Regions from separate parts of the Danio rerio genome. Here region 2 is linked to region 1. A link is a contact called in public Micro-C data. All regions are on one chromosome and are shown on one strand. The core of a region is the stretch at or near the end of the contact, and the rest is flanking DNA. Distances in the headings are between cores, read along the strand shown. Region 1 holds the start of si:rp71-17i16.5. Region 2 has its middle 29 kb from the start of dpm1.

The links. Hi-C and Micro-C count contacts between places; a contact is called where the count stands out from the background.
Region 2: a contact with region 1 is called in a Micro-C map of caudal fin, with 2.9 times the contacts expected there. The contact joins the enhancer-like site here to the promoter of si:rp71-17i16.5 in region 1. A contact is called at or near these places in 2 of 18 Hi-C or Micro-C datasets (caudal fin and embryo).

The regions. Positions count from the first base shown.
Region 1 is chr23:23,265,757-23,271,769 of GRCz12tu, forward strand. It overlaps si:rp71-17i16.5, which reads right to left and starts at 3,638. Exons shown (of 11, transcript XM_021473636.3): 1 at 3,521-3,638; 2 at 118-2,048. The coding sequence starts at 2,043. All of the region lies in intron 4 of LOC137489118 (a long non-coding RNA gene), which reads left to right.
Region 2 is chr23:23,385,518-23,392,385 of GRCz12tu, forward strand. It overlaps a transcript of slc35h1 not described here. Among named protein-coding and RNA genes, the nearest start is that of dpm1, 29 kb to the right of the region's middle. Within about 2 kb of position 1,469, at least 2 of the 62 cell types and tissues checked have an H3K27ac peak or open chromatin away from gene starts, as enhancers often do. A contact at or near this core is called in caudal fin, where this site is marked.

The DNA of each region.
Region 1 (6,013 bases), core at 2,388-4,887:
AAATAATATCCTTTATTGGATTTTGATTGATGTTCAATGAACATGCTATCTGGAATGTCACTACTTTGAAACTGGAGCTATTTAATATGTCATTTATGGAACATTATATTTTTTTACCTGAACCAGCTGAAGCAGATACTTAAGCACCTCGTCATTGGATAAAATCTCTAATCTTTGAACTGCCAATCTTCTGACCTTCAGGTCCGCAAAATCCACACTCAGAAGCTCAAGGGCCACAAAAAGCTCAATGTCCTCTGGCCCCCAGTGACTCAAAAGCCAGTGCACCTCCTGGACCACAGTTGGAAGCATCCAGTTGACTGTGCGAAGAAACTGAGGTAAATTTGAGACATAGTGGACACTTTCTTCTTTGAACTTTTTTAGGTTCCTCATTCTTGTTAAGGTTGCTGTTGAAGAAGCCTCACTGAATGGGGCGGAGAGTCTGGATTCCCCTGCAAGGTCCAGTGAAGAAGACTCTGAAACAGGAGATGTACCACTACAAGAGGAGCTCCTGCCATTAGGCAAGACAACAGGAAAGCTGTAGCGATCCAGCATGAAGGTAATCGCCATTGAGTTGGCTACATCAGGGTTGGTGGCAGTAGACAGCTTGTCTGCTTCATAAGTGACTGCCTCCTCATCCCATTCTGGGAAAGGCCACATGTTCAGAGTGTGTGGACCTTGGCTAAGAAGCGATCTGTGATCAATCAATTGGAGATTTACGAAGTATAGTACCTGCAATTTTCCCTTATGGTGATCTGGTACCTTAGAGGAGCTTGACTTTGTTTCCTTAGCTGCCTCTGTGGCATTAATTGTGAGACCTAGTTTTGCACCTTGAGGGATATCCCTGATCAAAATGTCAAACTCCAGCCAGGTGTTCCACAGAACTTCATCTGTAAACTCTTTCGGAGTTGAGCAAATTGAAGATATGGTCTTTTTACCATAGATTATTGTTGCCTCTACGTAAACAAGTGATGGTACCTTACTTGGGAGATCTGGGATATCAAATCCCAGGAGTTTAACCCTGAACTTTCTCTCGCAGTCCCACAGAGAAATCAGCACAATGTCCTCTACTTCCTTTTTTTTAAGGCAGAGCTCCTCATGGGAGCTTGAGAGACCAGTAAGACTGTCCACTAGTGGCCAGTACTCTGTACTCACTGTGTCATCTGGAAGAGATGAGATGGCAACTACTGAGAGATGAAGCTCCAGTGAGTTTTTGAGGCAGTGTCTGACCCACAGGTAGTTTGAGAGCTGGAAGTCTCCACTCAGAAATTCCTCCCTGCCACACACCTTGAGGACATGATCACTGGTCCAGCTTTCAATTGGTAGGCTCCCCTTTGGCAATGATTCCCAAAAGATCTTGAGGATATCACTGGGTTTTTGAGTCAAATCAGCTTTAATCGAAAGATTTGAACCATTATAATAAAGAGTCACTGAAAGTGTCCGCTGAAAGTAGCCTTGCTGATCATTTGGGAGCACGATGGAAGTTGTCCAGGGTTCAGTGGCATAAGCTATTAGATCTCGTTTTTTCAGTTCTTGGGTTCGTGGCGTGGCAAACTTTCTTCGAGTATAGGCAAGCTCACCTAAACGATTAGCATTTGAAGAGTCTAAATCATACCCAATTAGTTCATTCAAAACATGCTGGAAATAAACTCTCTCCTCTGAGGCAGATTTCTGAGCCAGCACAGTAACAAAGACAGTCTGAAGACCATCAGTACCCTGAAACCAGGGTGCATCAAGAGTTTGCAATACCTGAAAGTCGTCATAAATTTCATACCACTCTTCCTCCTTGTGGTACAGCAGACTGTATCGTTCTGGGTCCAGAAGTGCAAATGGTTCAGATATTCGGTTATTCTCCTGTGCTAGCATACAAAGTCGCACTCGAAGCTGATGTACGCTGCATTGTCCTGGGAGTTTGATCTGTAAGGGCTCCCTGCTGTCCACTGACTGAAAACCTTCTCTGGCTGGTAACTTGCAAATGAATACAAGGTTGTTATCTGAGCAAGGCTCCGGTTGTATATCCCGCACACCTTCCCAGCTGTTCTCCATGGATGCTAGAAAGCAAACAAGTTAGCATGTGCTCATTTAAGGTCAACCAGTCTTTTCAAAACAGGCAGTCTTTTTTGTAGATCAGACATAATTGGTTATATTAACTGACATATTTGGAGTCTAGGTGAAGATGCCCCCTTTTTAGTCATTTATTATTCTGGTGGTGATTAAACGAGGCAATTATCCTCAATAATACTAAACTGAATAAATGCCAGAGAAGTTGTTTAGTTTATTTTTAGCGTGTTGCAGTGCAGTTGCTAGGATGTTGAGCCAAAGTAAATGTGGCCAAAATAAATTGAAATCAAACGGAGTAAGTCCTCTAATTTCGTCACATTTCAGCGTTTTTAAATAAAATATGTAAACACTGTGTGTGTGCGTGCGTGCGTGCGTGCGTGCGTGCGTGTGTGTGTGTGTGTCTGTGTGTGTGTTTAGTTCTGTTTTCATGTGTCACTCCCTACCTCCTTACACTGAAAAAAGTGTTGCATGCAGAACTGTCGCAAACAATTTATTTGTGATTTTAAACAATCAAATTAAATTAAATAATATTCAACTTAATTTGTTTGTTTAAATTCAACACAATTAAATTGCTTACAACCACTTAACATACAAAAATTGAGTAAATCCAAGGAATCATCTTTGATTAATTTTTTTCAGTGTAGTTTACCCTTATTGTCTTGTTAGTCATTCATTAATTGTCTCCACCTTCTCATCAGTAAATTAATTGTTTCCTCATGTACTTACACCCTGTTCTGTTCGTCCCTTTTAGTCAATAGTGATTTTTAGCTATCCTCGTAATGTGCCTGTTTTTGTTTTTGTTTTTTAGCTTGTTTTTGTTTATTATATTTGTGCTTCACTCTATTTCTTGCATATATCTATACATGTTAACAAATTCCCTGGACTTCATCGGCATTCTCTTTGCTCCATTCATGAGTTTCATTCATTCATAAACACTAATTGTAACATGTAAGATTTCAGGGATGTAGATACAAATATAAGTGCTGCTTCCTCCTCATATTTCCCTTGTTTGTGAGGCTGTAGTGCAATTTGTTTTTAAGAAAGGAAAGCTGATTTTTAGTTGTCTGTAAATTGTCAAGCCTTTATTTATTTATTTATTTATTTATTTATTTATTTATTTATTTACTTACTTATTGATTTGCATATATACAGTATTTAATGAGGTTTACAAGTAATGCATGTCAATTGTGATGTACAGCAGCATTGTCACGCTATTATTCTTGCACCAGTTAAAGGAAAATATTTAACACTGGCAACTGTTCTAAAATAAATACAGTTTGGCAACACACAAACTGGTTCTGCCAGTCATTCTAGGCAGAAGAATGCATCAAAACCAAAATAAGCTTTAGTCTTCAGTGCTATACTACATGTTCCTTACATTAAAGTTATACATCATATAACAACTCATTTTCAATACCAGCTGAAATTCTACAAGTTTTTGCATAATTTGAAGTGCACTTACCTATTCAGGCTGTCTGTCTTTGGTTTTAGGTAGGTTTCTGTGGCTTGTGTGCGAGCTATAGTTCAATTCCCTTTACTGTAATACATCACAGAAGTGACTGTCTGCATAACAGCTCATCATTTCCTCATTCCTTTGTCTTTCTGCACCTGAGAGGAAGATTTTTTTTTTTTATCATTACAAACTTATTTGCTCGTAGTTTCATTTTATTTCAAATTCACTTGCTTGATCAAATACCATTTCTCTCCATACAAACTACAACTGTAGGAGACACGTTTGCTTTTTATTTTTATTTGTAATAACTTTTGTTTTAAATCTATTTTGTTGTAAAATGATAAAGGTGTTTATTGTATTTCTCTGAGTATGTGCCCTCTATAGGTGAGAGGAGAAATAAAGATTTATAAGGCAATGCCACCTGGGACAGCCCTGTGGCACAGTTTTTGATCATTTTGAGATTGGCATAGTGGAATCGGCATGGAAGCTGCCTTTAAGTTGTTAGTTTTTATGTAACTATTCACATCATTTTTGATTTAATAAATTTCAGTCGTTTTTTGAACATCAGCCAGTTTGTGTTGGAGCTCTTCAAGCATCTCTGCACCAGCACCTCCCACAGTGGCTAAGAAAAAATTTCAAAGTAAAAAAAAAATAACTTTAGGAAATTTTAATTGTTTTATTAATACAAAATCAATATTATTAATTATTACTTATAAATGCAGCCATGGTGAGCAGGAGAAGCTTATTTTAAAACATTTAAAAATCCTACTGACCCCAAACATTTGACCGATTGTGTATATTCGTTTTGGAGTTGACGCAGTGGCGCTGTAACTCGGGGTGTGACACTGACAACAAAGGTGAGGATCCACGTGCAGGTTTATTAGAATCGTCAGGCAAGCAGTGGTCAATACAGGGGAAAACAGATGTATGAGGGCAATCCAGAGCCAAAGTCAAATTAACAGGCAGATGGCCAGAGGCAGGCAGCAAACAGAATTAAACAAATAAACGAGGCAAAGAATCAAAAATACGGCAAAGGCAGACAAAGAAATCGCGTTGTAGTGTCACTGTAGCAGATAACAAGACTCAGCAACAGCGATTGTTCCTGTGCTGTTTATGTAGTGCAGTAATCAGTCCTTGGGCAGCTTCAGCTGTGGAAGTGTAATCAGTCAGGATCTGGAACATGTGTGTAAACAGAGTGCATGTATGGAGTTGTAGTCCATTAACTGGCGGAATTGTAGTTTGTACGAGTGTGAATGTTTTCCAGCGACCTCTGGTGGTTAGAGATCGCTGGTGATCATGACAGGCACAGTGGTTAGCACCATCACCTCACAACAAGAAGGTTGCTGGTTCAAGGCCCGGCTGAGCCAGTTGGTGTTTCTGTGTGCAGTTTTCACATTCTCCCCATGTTCATGTGGGTTTCCTCCGGGTGCTCTGGTTTCCCTCTATAGTCTAAAGACATAATAAATTGTGGTAAAGCGTATGTGTGAGATTGTGAGTGTATGGGTGTTTCCCAGTGCTGGGTTGCAGCTGGAAAGGCATCCGCTTCATAAAACGTATGCTGGATAAGTTGGTGGTTCATTTCACTGTGGCGACTCCTGATGAATAAAAGAACTTAGCTGAAGAAAAGTGAATGAATGAATGAATGAATAGTGTTGAAGAATTAATGGCTAAATTTGACCGGCCTGGTTACTCGTGCCAATGACAAAAATATTGGGCTGTGGACAAAGTGAAACATGTACTGTTCTCTGATGAGTCCACCATCACTATCTTTTCCACATCCGGTAGAGTTACAGTGTCGAGAAGCCCCAAAGAAGCAACCCAGACTGTTGTATGACCAGAGAAGCATGGGGGTGGATCAGTGATGGTTTGGGCTGCAATATCATGGCATTCCTTAGGTTCAGTACTTGTACTAGATGATCCCGTCTCTGCCAAGAACTACCAAACTATTCTGGAGGACCATGTGCACCCAATGGTTCAAACACTGTTTTGGAGGAGCGAGTCAGGAAACGTTTTTTTCCACCAGCATCACCTAGTGATCTGACCACTATTCAGCAAGAATTGCTCAAAATCTCTCTGGCCACTGTGCTGGACTTGTATCTGTCATTGGAAAGATGAACTGATGCTGTATTAGCCGCAGAAGGAGGCCCTACACTATGCTAATAAATTATTGTGGTCTAAAACCAGGCTTTTCAGTTTCATACTTCAATTCTTATATACTCTATTTACACAAAAACACAATTAACAGCGGTGCTTCAATAAAAAAAGTTTTTTTCAGTGACAAAAAAGTCATCTTTTTATTTGATTTTTATTTAACAGATATAAATGCAAAGCCTTTTGAGAGTCAAGGTCTCTCTTTTCACTCTTATATAAAGAGTTTCCTTTAGATTCAAGGCCTATGTTGTAAGTAAATATATAATACATTTACATTTGTTCCTTTAGCAGATGCTTTTATCCAAAGCAACTTGCAATTGAGAATAAAGAAGCACTTCAAATCACCAGAAG
Region 2 (6,868 bases), core at 219-2,718, 120 kb after region 1:
TTTGCTCTCTCCAGAAATGAATATTGGGCTATGTAATCAGAATGAGCCTGGGTTGGAAAACACTTTTGTAAAGTATTAAAGTGCAAATGAATTATATAATCCATTATAAGAAAAACACAAATATTTTAGGAATGTTAAACTTGTTTAAAATGAAAACCTGTAAACAAATGAACTGCCTGGCACATTCAACTTCTCTCAGAAATCTGAATATGGCCAACCGAATAATAAGCAAATAAAACATAATAATAAAATTCATACCAATCGTTGTAGCTGCCCTTTGGCATCCATGAATGAGACCGAGAGTTTTTGACAGGTGCCTCTTTCTTTTTTTTGCTCAAGAAGAGAACCATTCAACTGTCGCTGCATAGCACCATGAAACTGCACAAAGAAACAACAAAAATCAATGAATACAACTTGTATACAGAAAAATATGACAAAGATACAATGTAAAGAGAATTATATGAAAACTAAACGATATAAAGTATATAAAGTCAGTATATACAGAAAAATATGACAAATAAAGATACAATGTAAAGAGAATTACATGAAAACTAAACGATGATGTATTTAAAGACAGTTTGAAACAACTAATAAAAAGGCAGAACTCACAATGACACACCTTGGGTGTCTAGAAAGGCGCCATTTACAAATAAAACAAACTATTATTATTATTATTATTATTATTATTATACATACAAACAAACTGGCTCAAATTAACAAATTCACAATCCTTCACTCCCAAAGGATTCTAGGATTTAAATAGAGCAAGATTAAGACTACTTTCTTCATAAAGCGCTACTCATCTCTATGAACTGCACAGAAACAGGTATCCTCTTTGCTCTGCCAGTTTGACTAACCTATTTGTTACCCGGACTACGAAAAACATGTGACATGCTCTAATGCTCTCAACAAATTAAAAGTGGTATGATCATTTAGTTATCACTTACAATCGTGTTATTCAAATACAAGTTTAAATTCACATTTTAAGCCTCTTTTGTAAAAAAAAAAAAAAAAAAAAAAAAAAAAAGTTTTTTTGGTTACTTTTTGTTTTAAATATAAGGTCCAAGGTTAGGAATTTCTCCATTTAACATCATTATATAATAAAAGCTGCCTATATATACAGCAGCTGGTTGTTGGAATGATTGTTTGCATTTGCCAAACTGATTGCTGACGTCAAAAACTCTGACTGTAACAGTAAATAATGCGAATGTTGCTTACTGCCACAATCATTATGTTGTCTTTTGTCATTGAATTGGCAATAAAAGTGTATCTATGAATTATAGTATAGATTTGATTATATGTGAACTTCAGAATCTAACTGATTTCTTTTGTTAATTTACAGTTCTGTGAGTGACGTGAGTTTGAACATACAGTACATCCTCTTATCACATATTGTTTTTCATCCAACATGATGTGAAATATGCATGAGTTGGTATCTGTCAGCCATCAGTACATGCTTGAGGCTGTAATCCTGTAAAGGTGTGAAAACCTATAATTACTCAAATGGCTGTGTTTATTTGTCCTACTTTTGAGCACTGCGAGTTGAAGAAAGCTTGGTTTGTGGCGCCATCTAGGGGACATTAACTGTGCTGCATTCAATACAGACTTTCAAAAAACCTACTTTGTGTAAATATAGGGTATGCATGTTGTTGGTTGATTTCAGCTGGTGGTGAATGGAACAGAGTCCACAACTCTGCTGACAGGACTGTCCTCACAAACACAGTACCATCTATCCATCTTCCCCGTCTATGAGAATAAAGTGGGCTCCGCTCTCAGAGGCACCTTCACCACATGTGAGTTTCAGCTTAGTCTATATATAAAATGTATTCAGATATTTCTCAAGTGCTGTTTCATGGAGCTGAGTTTTTTCAACACATTTTAAACAATAATTCACTAAAAACTCATTTTTAGCCCATCATTGAGTCTATTTATTTAGTTGTGTTAATGTGTGTAAAATTTATATTTATTCAGTTTTTAAATAAATTTAACTAATATTATTGTTATATAATAATAGTAATGTTAAAATGTTCATATGATTTATTTACAATACAGTTTGTAAATTATGTTCTGTTTCTTACCAGATATATTATATAAGAGGCTTGCTTTGTTTACCAAACAAGTGGATCTAATTGGGTTTGCATTGTAAACATTAAATAAAAGTAAAAAATGTTTTATTTTTATTGTATATTTTAAGTTTTAGTTATGATACTCCCAAAATCATTTTTACAAAATTCTGTGTGAAATAGCAAAAAATGTCTGGCACTACTAATAATTCTAATTCCTACTAATTCTTTTGTGTTTGACATGATAACAATACATACGAATTTATTAAGATACTAGTGGCTTAAAGTGGCATATAAAGTCTTAACTAGGTCAACTAGATACGTTAGGTTAATTAGGCAAGTCGGACAACATTGGGTTTTTTTCTGTAGCCAATCAAAAAATAATATTAATCTTAAGGGACCTAAGAATATGGACTTTACCTCTTTATTTTATACATTTTAACTGTATTTTTTGTTCAAGGCAAACTTTAAAAAATAAGATTTTTTCCTGAAATAAAATAAATATGTAATAGTGAAAAAAAAAATCCAATTACTGAAAAATGCTTTGAAAATATATCCTTTTTTATCCTTGCTCAATTGGGAATTATTTTTAAAAGAATTGCAATTGCAAAAGAGGCTAATGATTTTGTTTTCAAATCTGTTGTTAGGACTCTGGTCTAGGGTGACAAGGATGTAATATAAAAACCACTGGACAAATAAAATCACTTTTAAGAACCCTTGGGGTGGGCTCAGTTTATTTGTTAGTTTTATTCTTTTTCTTTTTCAAACACCCAAAATGTGAAGCCAAATAGCCACAGAAAAAAATAAACAAGAAATATCGCCTATCTATACACCCAAATAAATACATACATCTAACAAAATAACAGAAATAAAATACAAAACTACATCTGTCTTTCTAACGATATATAAAAACAAGAGAAAATATTTACAGAAAAGAAAAGTGTGGCATCCAACTCCTACTGCTTCTCACCGTGTATATACAAAGTACAGTACTTACAATAACAACAAACAAACCCAAAACAAAATTACAAAGGGGGAACACAGATGGTTAAACAACAAACAAACAAAAGTCAAACTTTACACTCACACAAACCAGGAATACACAATCAAAAAAATAACACATGCAGCTATATTTTTCTACTGCACCAAATGCCAAACAACACGCCAAGCAACCCGCTCTCTCTAGCTCCACACTTGTTCCACTTTTTAAAAAGCGTTCTGGGTCACTCCAGCCAATCCCAGAGTACGTCGCCAGGCGTAATTAGGGTGGGGCTTGTGGAGAGAGAGAGAGAGAAAAAGAGAAAGAAGGCGAGGGGGGGAAACGAGACACACATACACTTGCGAACGCAACACTATATACAGTGTTGATAGTTTAAAATCCCAAGACCAAACTGATCTGCAGTTTAAAATTAGGGAAACCGAAAATTCTGTTTCTTGCCTGTACACCTGGCACTTATAAATTATTTTTAATTTGACACATTACATTTGTTTGTCTGTTAAATGCATACAAAATCTTGCTGGTCAAGTGCAGCTGACTTTAAAACAGAAAGGGGAAAAGTAATTTTGAAACTGTGCTATAATAAATCCTCTTCTCTTTTAGTACCGTTGGCAATCCCTGAGGCTCTGGAGGTCACAGCCTCCTCTGCCAGCAGTCTGCGGGTGCGCTGGCAGCCGGCTGCTGGAGCCACACAGTACATGGCCTTATACTCAGCACTCAATGATGGAGAGCCTGATGATGCCAAAGAGGTGAGTGCAGGATTGTGTGTCATGTCACCATGTGGCTCTTATTTTAATATAATGGTTTTGTGGTTTTCTTTTTTGTGCCAGGTGAAGTTTGGACCTGCTCAGACAGATGTTGAATTGGTGGATTTGATCCCATCCACGGATTATTCAGTCACACTTTATGCACTGTATGATGAGGACCCCAGTGACCCAATCACAGCCATCGGCACCACATGTAAATCGATTTGTTATACACTGATACAGAAATATACATCTCTCCACATCTATACACTGGTTTACATTTAATAACATATATGTGAATATATAAATATATATATATATATATATATATATATATATATATATATATATATATATATATATATATATATATGTCTCTGTGGAACTCAACATCAACAAAATCTCGTAGATTATTATTACATATTATTTTATGTAGTATTTTGACACTCCTGTCATTCAGTAATGAATGTTAAAACTGTACAGCAATTTTATTTTCAGATAAGATTGCAAAGATTTTTTTTCAGTTGATATTGAGCTGTTATTTGTAATTTATCAGGGATTTATAAAGTATAAATAGTGCTCACTTTAGATTAGGACACAAAGAACATGAAATATGAACATACAAAGTGTAAATGTATACATCCCAATCCAAATAGTTTATTAATCATTTACTTACTCAATCTGAATTATTATCTTTAAAATTGTGTTAAAAAAAAAACTTCTCTTTGATCAACAGCACTTATTTTTTGCATATACCTGTATATATTTTGAACATTTATTTCACAGAAGGGCTAATAATTTTGTCTCAACTGTATATTAAGTTGTAACTTTATTGAAATGATTAAGGGTAAGTAAATAGAGACTAGTAGAATTTTTATTTTTGACTTGAACTTATCCTTCGATAATGTTGCAACAGAAGGTAATCGAGAAAACAAACTCACATTGCCTTCATTTTCATCACTAATCACCATAATATGCAGTAAACCAGAAATAGATACAGCTGCTTCACCTGGTATTTTAAAAGCCAATTTGCTACATCAACTTTTAAATTCCTAGAGATAAAGATAAAGTGGAGTGGAAATTGTAAATTATTTGACAGAAAAAGAACACAGAATCATTTTGAATCAGTTGAAGTTAAACTGAAGAGAATTCACATCTTTCACTAATGTCTTTTGCTCATTTCCTCTGCAATTTCTCCATATTTTTCCAGTCCCATTGCCCTCTCCGCTCAGTTTGCAGTTTCCCATGGTCAGTCACAGCACTCTGATGGTCACTTGGGTCCCTGGAGCTGTCGATGTTCCCGCCCACCGGATCATTTACAGCACCAATCACGGCAGTGATGTCAAGCAGGTGAACAGAAGCCTCTTCTTACAGTAGAAGACATACAGTAATTATTAGCCCTCCTGTGAAATTGTAATAGTTGTTTACATTTTTCAAGTTTCAAATTTTGATGTTTAACAGACCAAGAAAAAGGTTTTACGGTATTTCATATTACTATTTATTTTGTTGTTCATATTACTGTATATAGATTGTTTCTTTTAGTTTGACTAAAATAAATAAATACAGTACAGACCAAAGGTTTGGACAAACCTTCTCATTTAAAGAGTTTTCTTTATTTTCATGACTATGAAAATTGTACAGTCACACTAAAGGCATCAAAACTATGAATAAAAAAATTGGGCAATTATATACATAACAAAAAAAATGTCATATTGTAGGTTCTTCAAAGTAGCCATCTTTTGCTTTGATTGCTGCTTTGCACACTCACACTTGATGAGGTCAAGAGATTTGCAGGAGTTACGTTCTAAAAATAACCTGCAATAGGTAAAATAAGTTAAGTAGTCAGCTTTATTTTTTACAATTATTATAGAAGTTTCAAAGCTGCTAAACCTCACTACACACTTTATACACTTTTCTCAGAGAGGCATTAACCTTTTCACATTTTTCTCTCCTGTTTAAATACTCTCAAAGTTCAAACCTTTGTAGAAAAATACGTCCAGTATTATAGAATGAAACCAAAAACCATTTGTTCTTCATTTATTTATTCCGTAACAGCTGCGTAACTTCTACATTACTTTAGCATGTACAGAAGTTCAACTTTTTGTGGGATGGTTAGCATCTTCCTCTTCCTCTTTGGCGGTGCAGAACGACATCGTCGACATTCTGCGGAGAAAACTTGCAATATATAGTACAGCACTTCAGAGTCACACTGCTAACGATCAAAGATTTATGTTAAATTGGAAAACTGAACGCATTCTGTACTGTACAGGAGACATGGCAAGGAGGAGATTGATTGACAGTGATTGACAGCGGTCTACAGCCAATCAGGATGTACAAATGCAAATTGCACAAAATAAATGTGTGAAACTGCGAGGCCACGTAAAGTGAATCGAGTTATAGCGAGGGACCACTGTATTTACATTTTTAAAAGCCATTATCATTAACCACTTTAAGAAATTATTATTATTGTGATTGTTACTTGACAACAAAGCACTGTTGACTTGCCTAATTAACCTAATTTACTTTGTTAAGCCTTTAAATTGCGCTTTAAGCTGAATACTAGCATCTTGTAAAATACGATGTGCTGTCATCATGGCAATGACAAAAGAAATGAGATGTTATAAATTATTTATTAAAATTATTACCTTTAAAAATGTGATGACAGACTCTCTCTATTAAACAGCACTTGGGAAATATTAGGAAAAGAAATGCAATATTTATTTAAATAATCTAATAATTTTGTCTTCCAATGTATATTAGATGTTCTACCCAAACATCATTGTGCATAGTTATCTGTATTTCTCAGGTGGAAGTCAGAGGTGTGAACACAGTGTTGCTGCAGAATCTGTCATCCCTCTCCAGGTATCTCGTGTCAGTCCATTCACTCTACGAGAAGGGCCTGTCCAGCCCGGTCACGGCCAATGTTACTACCTGTAAGTCTGTGACGCATATAACTCTGTGACTCTGATTTGGAAGACTGCTGCTCACATGTGTTTGATCTTTCAGTAAGGGTTCCAGCTCCATCAGATCTGAGGGTCACTAACTTCACCGGCAGTGAGATA